2 separate regions of the Ovis aries genome follow, and region 1 is linked to region 2. Evidence: chromatin contacts called from public Hi-C data. All regions are on one chromosome and are shown on one strand. The core of a region is the stretch at or near the end of the contact, and the rest is flanking DNA. Distances in the headings are between cores, read along the strand shown. Region 1 has its middle 100 kb from the start of LPP. Region 2 holds the start of LPP (LIM domain containing preferred translocation partner in lipoma).

Evidence for each region. Hi-C and Micro-C count contacts between places; a contact is called where the count stands out from the background.
Region 1: a Hi-C map of hypothalamus shows a contact between it and region 2, with 2.8 times the contacts expected there. The contact joins the enhancer-like site here to the promoter of LPP in region 2. A contact is called at or near these places in 2 of 16 Hi-C or Micro-C datasets (hypothalamus and tail adipose tissue).

What each region holds. Positions count from the first base shown.
Region 1 is chr1:200,088,656-200,094,441 of ARS-UI_Ramb_v3.0, reverse strand. No RefSeq gene overlaps it. Among named protein-coding and RNA genes, the nearest start is that of LPP, 100 kb to the right of the region's middle. Within about 2 kb of position 4,296, at least 39 of the 54 cell types and tissues checked have an H3K27ac peak or open chromatin away from gene starts, as enhancers often do. A contact at or near this core is called in hypothalamus, where this site is marked.
Region 2 is chr1:199,987,415-199,993,005 of ARS-UI_Ramb_v3.0, reverse strand. LPP (LIM domain containing preferred translocation partner in lipoma) reads left to right here and starts at 2,606. Exons shown (of 12, transcript XM_042233292.2): 1 at 2,606-5,591.

The sequences.
Region 1 (5,786 bases), core at 3,047-5,546, 100 kb before region 2:
TAGAGAACCTGTGCAGTAACAGGTCTCCCTGAGGGCCTAGTAAACCTCTGCTCTTCTCTCAGTTCCCAGGTGACATGCTATTTACTGGCTTGGAGCACTAAGCCAATGAGATCAGTATTGAGGCTCAGAGCTCTGCCTGACATAGTTAGCTAGAGGGGATGCTGCTCCTCATAAGGGAGATCCATACACTGGACAAATCATCTCCTTCCTTTAAATTGCTCTAAAGGAAATCAACAAAAGCACAAAGCTAAATATCCTTAGATGTTCTTTATCAATTACCCATAACACTAAGCAGCTGGAGACATAAAATTGCAACAATAGGTAAAAGCAAGAAATGTATTGTGAATCACCACAATGGCATTTCTGCAGCCATAAAATAGATTGGAGCAATATGGCAAGTGCTTATAATATTAAGGGAAAACACAGACAGTGACCAGTATGTGTGATAGGATTGCAACTACATAAAAATGTGCATGGTACATGGACAAGAAGATAAAAGGGACAGTGGAAAATAAAAAAGGTTGCAAAAGTTAAAAGAACCATAGGTGACTTTTTCTTTAATATTATCTTTTATACCATCTTAGTATTTCAAAAAGTTCAAGCCTGTGTTCTTATCCAGCTGTTTATCTACATCTGTTTTCCCCACTCAGTTCAATTTCATACATCTGTCTCTTATCAAGATATTTACAGTTCTGTCTGTGTTGACTTGCTCCTATCTCACAGAGTAGATCCTTCAGCAAGTGAAACCCACACAATGTTGGGCAAGAAGCGGTTAAACAATAAGTAATGTTCCAGGCTGATGTTGCTTGGGAGATGTTTGATGATACCACCCTGGAAGTGTCACTGTCTTACAAATGGAGGATCCACTTTCAGTTTGGACTCTGCTCAGAAAGAAAGTCTTCCCACCAAAGAAGCTTTAAAACCCTTCCCAGCAACCAGCACATAGAGACCAGAGCTGCCAGGACTGATCAGTCCCGATCCTCACTGAAGAAATGCAGCTCCAGCACCATCCATGAACAACAGTGCTAGGAGCCAGTGGTGCTCCCATGCGTTTGGTGAGCAAGGTGGTGCTCCCATGTGGTGGGTGAGCACCTGCAGTGTGAGTGGAGCCGCCAGTCCCAGGGCGAGGAGACACAGACTGAGATTTCTCTGCAATCGGTGAGTAAAGGTCTAGAGCGAGTGATGGGCATTTCAGTCCAGATCAGTCCACAAAAACCCAGAGAATTCTGGCCCAGAGAAGAGAATGCTAACCCCACAGGAACTCTTCCCTCAGCCTTAGCCAGCTGGACCCCAGATCCTCCCCAGATACTTGCTAATTTGGCACCAGAACTCATTGTATAGTCTCTGTACCATTTATTTTCTACAAGATCAAGCGGAGGATGGTGTTTAAATCTCATTCCAGAGACTGCTCAGGCATCCTCAGCACTTCATGATAAAGTCCTTTAGAACATCGGGGATCGCTCCATAGACACCTGGCCCAGGTGAGGGCTCTCCAACAGCCAGAATTAGGGCTCAATATCCAAGGCAGGCAAACCTGGGGAGAACAACTGCCCCTAGAAAATTTTGTTTGAACAAGCTTGCATCTTTCTGAATCTGAACCTATCTCTCCTGGATGAGAAATGTCCTTGATAATGATTTCCATAAAAACATCATAGAGGAGAAGGATACACAAGCAGATGGTAACACAGGCTGCTTTGGGGGAGGACAGGAGGAAATTGGAGAAAGGGTAAGAGGGAGACTTTTTTACTGCATTCCATTTATGCTTTTTTTTTTTTTTAACTACTCATTACCATCTCAAATAAATGGGTGCATAAGGAATGAACAGTTAGGTAAAATTAAACAAAATGAAAATCAGCAGAGATTTGCCAGTGACATTTCCCTGCGCTGGAGACTGAGACTGGCAGACAATTTATGTGTTGGTGATAAAAATTAAGGGGTTCCAAGAAGATGTCATATAATAGGACCTTAGCCACCGTCTGAGCCTATTATTATTTGAAATTCACTCTTAAGAGTTAAGACAATATCTCACCATAAAATGCTTACATTTTCCCTTAAAAGGGAAAAAACATTAATAAATTCATCTTCATCTAATACAAATCCAAAATGACCCCTACCCACTGGAGAGGCAAGGGAGCAAGCCAGTTACTCAGTGACTGGAACTATAACTCTGTGACCCCAAGGGTCAGTGTCTGCATTGAGAGGGAAGAAAAATTTGGTGGGAAGCAAGGTTTGCTATGGAGCTTCACAACACCAGCTCCTCAGCTTCTGTTCTCATGGCCATGATGCAAGAACCAGGTCTGAGGATCAGGCTAAAGTTCTTCCAAGCAGTGGGTCACAGAACCCAGGGTCAAACACCGAGCAAGCTCACTGCTCTGCCCGAGGCCCTCTGGTGTTCCCCATGGGCAAGGAGTCAGTCCCGCTCTCTTTTACAAAGGGGTCTTGTCTCTTCCAAGTGGTGGTGTCATGGTGGGGACAGGCCTTGAAAGGAAGCGAAGGAAGCAACAGGAGCAAAACAGAGGGGTCTCTGGTCTGCCACCAGCAACGAGATAAGCACGGGCGTGTGAATAGGGGCTGCCCAGCAAAGGACAGGCTCTCCGAGACGAGATGTCAGCGCCGTGTCTTTGCCTTTCAACCCCAGGAACTTGTTAATAACCTCTTTACAAAAAGGACTGATGATGAGGTTTCTCAAGCCCATCTGAACACACTTATGTACAAAAGCTTCACTTTGGAAAGAGAACTGAACCAAAGCAGCCCATCCTAGTCTTCTCCCAGGGGAACGGTCGCTGCTTGTTCAAAGGGCACCTCTGAAACCCAGCAACCCTTGAAATCCTGGGGTCTGGGTGGCCCAGGCAGAGAACCAAGCCTCCAGACCTTTATGGCCCACGTCAGCCTCTGCCTGTGGAAGGAACGCTGCCCTGACTTGACTGAAGTGAAGAGAACGGTGCTTCTTTCTGCCTCTGCTACCCGATCACACTGCCTAATGCCCAGCCTCTCTGACTCTCAAAACCCTTCTGCAGCTCCCAGCTATCTGTCACTTGAGTCCCTTCTTCCTTCTGACACTCAGGGCCTCCAAAGTCTGGTGCTAACCCTAGTGCCAGCTGCGCACACCAGTATGCCCATCCAGGAACCTAGCCAGCCCCAAGCCTCCCCATCCTTCCTGCCCGCCCACACCAGCCTCTCCCCTGGAAACGATCTCCCTCACTCTCCAAGCTTTCAGAATGTCACTTCTTGAACTCTGAGCCTTTCTGCACCCCAAAGATCTTCTCTTCACCCCAAAGGTCTTCTCTTCACCCTGACCTTTCGTGTCCACTGCTCTGATCACCTATTCAAGAGGAATTTCCCTCTGTCAACTCTAAGAGCCTTTTTTCTGTATTTTTCTCAGGGTTCGTAACCTTCTCCTTCACATTTTGTTCCCTGGGTGCCTCTCATGACTCGGCCCTTAGTGTGGCCCACGACAGCTGGCACACAGGGTCACCTAGAGCACAGGCCCCCTGCAGGTCTGCCAAGTTAGCTTTAGGTGGAGAGCTGACTGGCTGACCTCTTTCCCAGCAGCTCCAGGGTTTCATACACCTGTGAGTCTATGAATAGGCAAAGCAAAAGGCCAGACAAGCATCTCTTCTTCTTCGGTCCCAGGTCCAGGGAGCTCCCTTTAGAGATCAGTGCTTCAAATCATCCCTCACTGCACCGCCGTGGAGCAGTGATGGATGCTGACCTCTCTCTCCTGAGGAGCCCTCTCCTTTGCTTGTGGGTGGCCATGTTTTTCCTCTGCACCCTCCCGAGTGTCCCAAGCCCACTGGGAAGGACCCTGAAGAGCCGTCCTGCTCCCAGGAGCGCACTCGTGGCTCTGCCCACCAGCTCCAGCCTTCCTCCTCCTGTGTTTCTGCGCCCACGACAGGGCCCAGCTCTGGGAGTCCTGTGGTCACTAGGAGGAGGCTGGGTGCAGGCCCTGGACATAGGGCACAGAGACATCCCTCCCCCTGCAGAGACAGGAGGGAATTTGACTTGAGCCTGTTTTCAGGGTAATTCGGCATCAAACATCATCGAGGTCTGAAATCTGGCCAAGTCTTTGTTTTGTTTTGTTTTTTTCCTTTCCTCCAATCAGCCCGGGGCACCAGGGAGGGGGAGGGCGTTCAGGGGGTGGGGGCCGCTGGCCTGCTGGGCCTGAGAGGGAATGCTGAGCATGCAGAAGTGGCCCATTGAGAGCCCCGGCTCACGGCGCTCACAGCCCAGGGGCGGGTGGCACCCCTGCTCCCCCCACAAGGGCAGCTCTGTCCTGTGGGCACAGGGCTCCGTCCCAGCCCCACTGGCTGAGAGAGAACAACATTTCCTTATAAGGCCCCGACCGCCCTGCCAAGGCTGGACGCTCCGACAGACTGTAGCTTTCCATTCTCCTCGCCCGGCTCCAGCGCAGGCCTTGAATGTCGCCCTTGTTGTCAGGCCCCTCCTCTCCTCCCCGGCCCCCACCCCACCCACTTCCATTCCCTGCCAGCGCCAGCCCCACGGAGCCCAGCCGGATAAACAGCCCAGGGCCTCTCCCACGCAGGGGCTGCTCGGCTCAGGCCTGCTGGAGGCAGCACAGGGTAGCAGAAGGAGCGGCAGGGCGCTGGCTTGGGCCGACCCTGCAGGTCCCTTCCTGGTGCCTGTGGCTTCAGGGTAGCTCTGGACTCCTGTGAGCCTGGCTCCTCATCTGGAAAATGAAGATCTCATTGCCACGGGGTCCAAATTCTTTGCATTGCATTCACAGTCCTTCCCAGCAAATCTACCTTCGTAGCTTCACCTCTGCTTGCTCCCCCGGGCCAGGTTCCCCAAACTCCTCCCCTCTCCCCTACTGGCTTTCTCTCTAGCCTGAACAGGAGCCTAGCAGGTAGAAAGACCTGGATTAAAGGCCCGGGGAACTCCACCTGCAGAGCCCCACCCTAACAATGCCACTTCCTCCCCACCCCCGGAAAAGTGAATCGTTTCTTCTCTCCTCAACATTTGCATGTACCTCTCTAAGAGGCTTCCCATTTTGCAATTGCTCTGATATGTTTACCTGCCTTTTCCTTCACCAGGGCTTGAGCTTCTTGAGGCTCAAATGGATCCTCTTTATATTCCGGAGCTCAACCACTGTACCAGGCACACTCATGTCACTTCATGGAAGGTCATTGTGTAAATATCGAAATGCACAGAGCTCACAAGCCCTCAAGAGACAACTGATGTGCAAATACTATGTGAACTATGAAGGGCTGTGCACCTGTGAAGGGTAACAACTGTACCATGCTGCTTTTCACTCCAAATTCTACTCTTTGTGATGCCATTATAACCTTACCCATCTGCCCAGTTCTAGATCCTGAATCCTGGATTCACTGAAGCCCTTGGGTGTTTGTTGTTGTTTAGTTGCTAAGTTGTGTCTTTTGCTTCTCTTTTGCAACCCCATGAACTGTAGCCCTCCATGCTCCTCTGTCCAAGGGATTTCCCAGGTAAGAATTCTGGAGTGGGTTGCTATTTCCTCCTCCAGGGGATCTTCCTGAATATGGGATCAAACCCACATCTCTTGCATTAGCAGGCAGATTCTTTACCACTGAGCCACCAGGGAAACCCATCTCACATGTTTAACATGTATCAAAGATATTATTGGTCCTTAGAATGCCAGTGCTGGGGACTAAAAGGGGTTTGAGGAATTATCCCATCATTTCCACACTGACATCTTCCATGCAGATGTCATGTGGCAACAAGTGGATTAAATGAAGGGGGTTCCAAGTCCTCAGCCCTACCTGTTTTACCATTTCTACATCCTAGGATCCCAC
Region 2 (5,591 bases), core at 1,357-3,856:
AACTTCTCTATTTTCATATTTTTGTATGAATAGATGAGAAACTGAGAGCAAGAGAGATTACTTTGGAAGCAGAAATGTGTGAAGTCAAAGACTTTGCACAAAGAATATGCTTGATAAATGGTTAAGTGCAAAAATATGTGTTTCTGCATTTGTTTAATTCTTGGTTTAAAAAAAAAAGTCACACCAAATCCCAAAAGAACCAATTTTTGGAGATTTCATGAATTAGTAACTCATGGTGTACTCTCAACATTTATTAATATGAATTAGGAGATCAGGGCCTCCTCCGTGGGTGGAAAAATCATGGGATCAGTCAGGTGACCTAGACACCAGAGGTGGGTTCAAGTTGCTTGCTGTTTTTGTGTTGGGTAAGTTATTTTGCCTGACTTTTTTACGTCAAATATCAACGATAGACTACATTTTGTTTTATGAAGATCTTATAAACCTGGGAGAATGTGCTTCTATAATGTGCTGGGGTGAGGAATGATTAGTTTAGACATCAGGAAGCAGGACAGAAGTACAAGGAAACGAGTCTCCAGCCCTGGCGTGCCTTCCAGGCAATGCCTAATGCATATTATAGGCCCCTCACATGGTGCTCACATTTACAAATATCGGAGCAAAAAGTCCTACACAAACCTTCCAAGAACGGTCTTGCCTTTATTCAAACTAATTCACCCAGTTCGTAGATTTTTTTTCAAGTTATAAGCACAAAGTTTGGGTTTCTGGATAGGGCTGTGAAGTAAATTCCGGGGGTTCGTTTATTTGAGCACTGGATGGAGGGAGTTGCCTTGAAGCAACTGATCAGCATGGCTATGCAGGGCTCACTGGCAATCAGAACCTTCCAGGAACTGACCGCGTACGGGGACCGGGGAAGCTCCGAATCTCTTCCCAGGGTGGTCCGCGTTGCCCTCTGACATCCAGCCGGCTGACTGGCCCGCGGGAAGGAGGGAGTCGGGCCCCTGCCTGCAGACAGGAACATAGCTGGGAGACTGAGCATCCGGCTCCCGCGCCGGGATCTGTGGCGGGCATGACCTTGTACGAGTCGTTTCTCTTCCGAGAGCTTCAGATTTCCCGTGTGAAGTGGACGGGCTGGAAGTTGGTCGGGGCCAGTTCCGACATCCAGTACGTTTGAACCTTGCTGGGAATCCGAGCGGGGCTCACGAGCGAGATCTCGCAGGGGGATTCCACCGCAGAGCTCGTCTACCCGGACTCAACTCCCTAGTCTGGTAGTCTCCTACCAGTGGACGCAGGTTCCCTCATTTTTTTCAGTAGCCCCTCGCCCCGGCCGCTTCCTCCTTCCACGTCTCCTTCCTCTTCCTCCAGGGCAGGCAAAGGCCCCACACCTCCCTCTTTCCCTTCCTCCTCTGCAAGCTCCCCGCGTTCCCCGCGTCTTCTCTTCCTCCAGGAAATCCACCGCCCTCGATGCACCCACCTTGGGGCCGGGCCACGGGCCCCGAGGTGGGCGCCCCCTCCCCCGGCGGCGAGCGCCGCGGCCCCGCGGGCACCCGCCTTCCCATACCTTACATGGACAAATGCGTGCAGGCAAAGTCAGGAATTCAGGCCCCTGACGTCAGCCTCCAGCTCTCAGGGCACCGCACGGGAGACCGAGGGGAGGGGGTGGGGACGGTGGGAGGAAGGAGGGGGAAAGGCACCAACCAGCAGCCGCTCCAGCCTTGCCGAAGTTTCACTTTTTGTCTGTGGGTTCGCTCCCGGGCCCCGCGCGAGCTTTCCCGGGATAAGTAGCTTTAGCGAGCGGGGGAGAGCCGGTCGCTGCAAGGTAAGGGCTGGCTGCGCGGCCCGGGGCGCGGGGCGCGGTGCGGGGCGCGGGGCCGGGCCTGGCCGGGGCTGGGGACAATGGGAGGGGGAGTGCCTGGGCACCTCCTCCTTCGCCGCTGCCTCCGCCTCCAGCCGCCGCCGCCGCCGCCGCTGCCCCGGCCGCCTCCTCCCCGAGGTATTGTTGCAAATCCTCCTTCCTTCCCCTCACCCTCCGCCCGCGGGCGCCTCGGGAACCCCCAGCCCTCCCCGGCAAGAGCGCCTCCGGGGTGGCAGGAGAGCCGGGCGCAGGGCACCCAACGCGCGTCCGGCCCGGGCCGCAGGGCCCGCGGTGCGGAAGTGCTGGCCGCGGCGCGAGCACGGGGTGCACGCGTGGGGGAGGGGGACCCCGAGTTTTTTGGGAAGCCTCGACCGGGGGCTGGGCGGGCTTGGAGGCCTTCCCTGCGCGCCCCCTGCCCGGGCTTTTCAGGACTCCCAGGGGGCGGGGCCACACCCAGCAGCTCTGCGCTTTCGCGGAATCACAGTTGTCACTGGGGAAGGGGCCTAGGAACCCAGGCATCAAGCTCCCCCATTTCCCAGCTGGGGCAACTGAGGCCTAGAGAGCTGAGTCTCCCCAAAGTCGCTCACTAGAGGCAGAGCCGTAACTAAAATAAATGGCTCCCGACTCCTGGTTCCTTTTCTCCAAGCAGTTCTCCAGCACTCGCTGTGTGCCGCCCTGTGCTGGGTTATTGGATCCAGAGGCGTTTAGGGCCTAGACTCTGCCCTCAGGAAGCGTTCAGTCAACCAAAGAACCAAACCTGACCCCAGACAGAAGGTGCTAAGTCCAGGGGAAAAGGCGCGGGGCGGGGCTTGGAGACAGGAGTTTGGTCTGGTCCTTCATGAGGGATCCGAGGCTTTTGAAGGATGAAGGGTTTTTCTGAAGTTAGTAACTAGGGACAAGGAATGAGGGCATGAGCCGGAGGGAACTGCAGAGGCAGAGAAGACTCAAGTGTGGAGAGTGGAGATGAAGCTGTAACTGTTACTGTGCTGGGGGCACGGCGTGGGGCAGCGTGGGCACATAAAATGGGATAATCAGTGGACTGTGCTTGAGTGCACTTGGACAGAGGGGTGTCTTTGGGATTTTGGGGTGCTGGGGAAGCTGAAGGATGTTTCTGGCTTCCTTTCCCTTCTCAGTGATCCACTGCCTGCTCACCATGAACACAAAATGCAAAAATTTCGCTTCACCTTTGAACTTCTTTTCTAGTACCAGACTCATTTAACTTTGTATCCAATCCCCTCTATCTTTTCTGTCTCCTACCCCCCTTTCTAAATTCCTTGCTTCCCAATAAACCCCATTTTCACTAAGGTGTTTAGTGACTTAATGGCCTACCTCTTTGAACACAAGAGCATTTTAAGAAAGCCTTTAAGTGGAAAGGGAAAAAGCAGCTAACACCCTCTTCCCTCCAACTCCCCTCCCCTCCTTCCTCACTACCCCTTGCTCTTACAGATAGGGAAATATAAATGAAGGCTCAGAGAAGGTGAGTGCCAGTACTAAAGTCTACAGTAAATTTTGGTAGCTGGTGGGAGGCCAGAACTCTCAGTAGGGTTCTTTGTATCCCATGACCAGCCTTCTTCCTTCAGGGTCTTTGTCTGCACCAGGGTCAGTCAAAAGGTTGCAAGGCAGACTTCCAACCTCAGCACCCAGGCTTTAGAATCTGGAGTATAGATTCTAGGTAAGAAATATGTAATTGGGGTCAGCTGTCTGAACAGTGAGGTTGCGAACCTGGAGCCCTTGGGTCAGGCAGCCACCCAGTGTCGTGCTCCTACATGTGGGTGGGCCTGGACCTGGCTTCGAGGATTGGCAGGAGGAGAAACTTCTATTGAGCTGGTTACTATGATTGGGACTGACAGAGTGGGACCCTTCTTGGCAGGACATATTCCAGTGAACAGTCAGTTCCAGACAGTGGTTGATGGGAGAGGAGGCTTCATTATGAAGGTCCTTAAAAATGCCAGGCATGGATATGACTTGAAGTCATCATTTGAGGGTTTTGAGCAGGCTGGGACATGAGCGAGAAGGGAGGAACTGGCACTGGGTAATCCTCTGCCGCCCATTCCAGTGAGAGAGGCAATAATCTGGCCTAAGAATTATCAATGAGTGTTTGCTCATTTACTCCACAGTTACTACTGCTTACTACATGCCATTGGCAAATGTGAAAATTTTATGGCAGATTCTTTATTTTATTGAGACAGATACCTGTATTTCATCAGAAAAAATATACTTTTTCACATTTTATATCAGTGACATTGGGTTGTCTTATAATCACAGATGTATCATAGTTGAGCAGATCATCGTCCTAAGTTGATAACGGTGTATTTTACCATTGACAGCTTAGAGCTGATAAAATTTGTTAATCATATCCTTTATGAATGTACAGTGCTGTGCACTTTATAAAAGTTTCCCGTCAAATATTCCATTTGAATCTCAAAAATCCCCTGAGAATTGGGCCTGGTGACCCTGTTATCTCAATTTTTTCTCTTGTCTGAGGTCATCCAGTTAATTAGAAATGAACTCAAAATAACAGCCCAGAACTTTGACTCTGGGTGTTAACATGTGACTACCCTGCAGTGGAACTAGCATGGGTTAATTGGGAATAGGAAGAGTCAGATTGAATTTAATTTCAGAACTATTTTGGGGGGTTTTGACCAAGGGCAGAATGTAACTCACAATGACTGGGAGGCTCTGTTAGCCCAGAGATTTAATGCATTAAATAGAAAATGGGCAGGGGGATAGAAGATGCCAGGTAACATAATAAAAACAGAGGATGGAGCACGCTGCTATTTTTACATTGAAAGGAGAGGAGCAATGGGTGAGGCACATGGGTTCTGGAGCCTACCTGCTGTGAAGCAGGAACTGGCTGGCCCTATGAATACAAAGATTAGGAGGACATGGTCAGTCCCTGTTCTGGGGGAGCACCTGTGTGTGTGTTTGTGTGAGTGAGTGTGTGGTACTGTTCTAGGGGTATGTTTTGGTTGCACTGAAGTAGTTCAACCTCAGGGAAGCTACCAGAAGGAGTGGTACCTAAAGAGAGCCTTTAGGGTCTATGGGGTCGCACAGAGTCGGACACGACTGAAGTGACTTAGCAACAGCAGCAGCAGGAGTTGCCTAAGTGGGAAAAAGACAGATAGAGATGAACCTGTTAGGTGTATGCTAACAGATGTAGGGAAGAAGGCCTAAGTTTGAATGGCCAGCAGGAACGGAGTGGTGGGACATGGAGAAATGGGAGGACTTTCAGTTTTTGGTAAGCAGATGTACATTTATCTTGTGGATTGTAGGGGCCATTATGGGGTTCTCTAGAAGTTCTCATGAAAACAAGGCCGTTAAGGGCTCTGGAGGCATCTGTGGGATTAGGTATTGGGATGGTAACCACAGGAAGAAGAGTAACACATTTAGTAACTGGTTGAATGGAGCTGGTGGGCTTCCTGGTGGCTCAGATGGTAAAGAATCTACCTGTAATGCAGGAGACCCAGGTTCGGTCCTTGGGTCAGGAAGATCCCCTGGAGAGGGGAATGGCACACCATTCCAGTATTCTTGCTTGAGAAATTCTGTGGACAGAGAAGCCTGGCAGGCTACAGCCCACGGGATCATGGGATCATAGAGAGTTGGACACGACTGAGCGGCTTTTACTACTACCACTGAGTGGAGCTGAGACTTTGACCCGGGGCAGTATTTAGGACTCCTAGCTCAGCTTGTGCATCGATGGGTGGGGACTTTTCTTGGAATTCAGCATTGGAAGGCTGCACCCAGATGGAAGAAGTGAGTTGGAAGAGGTGAGGAAAAGGTA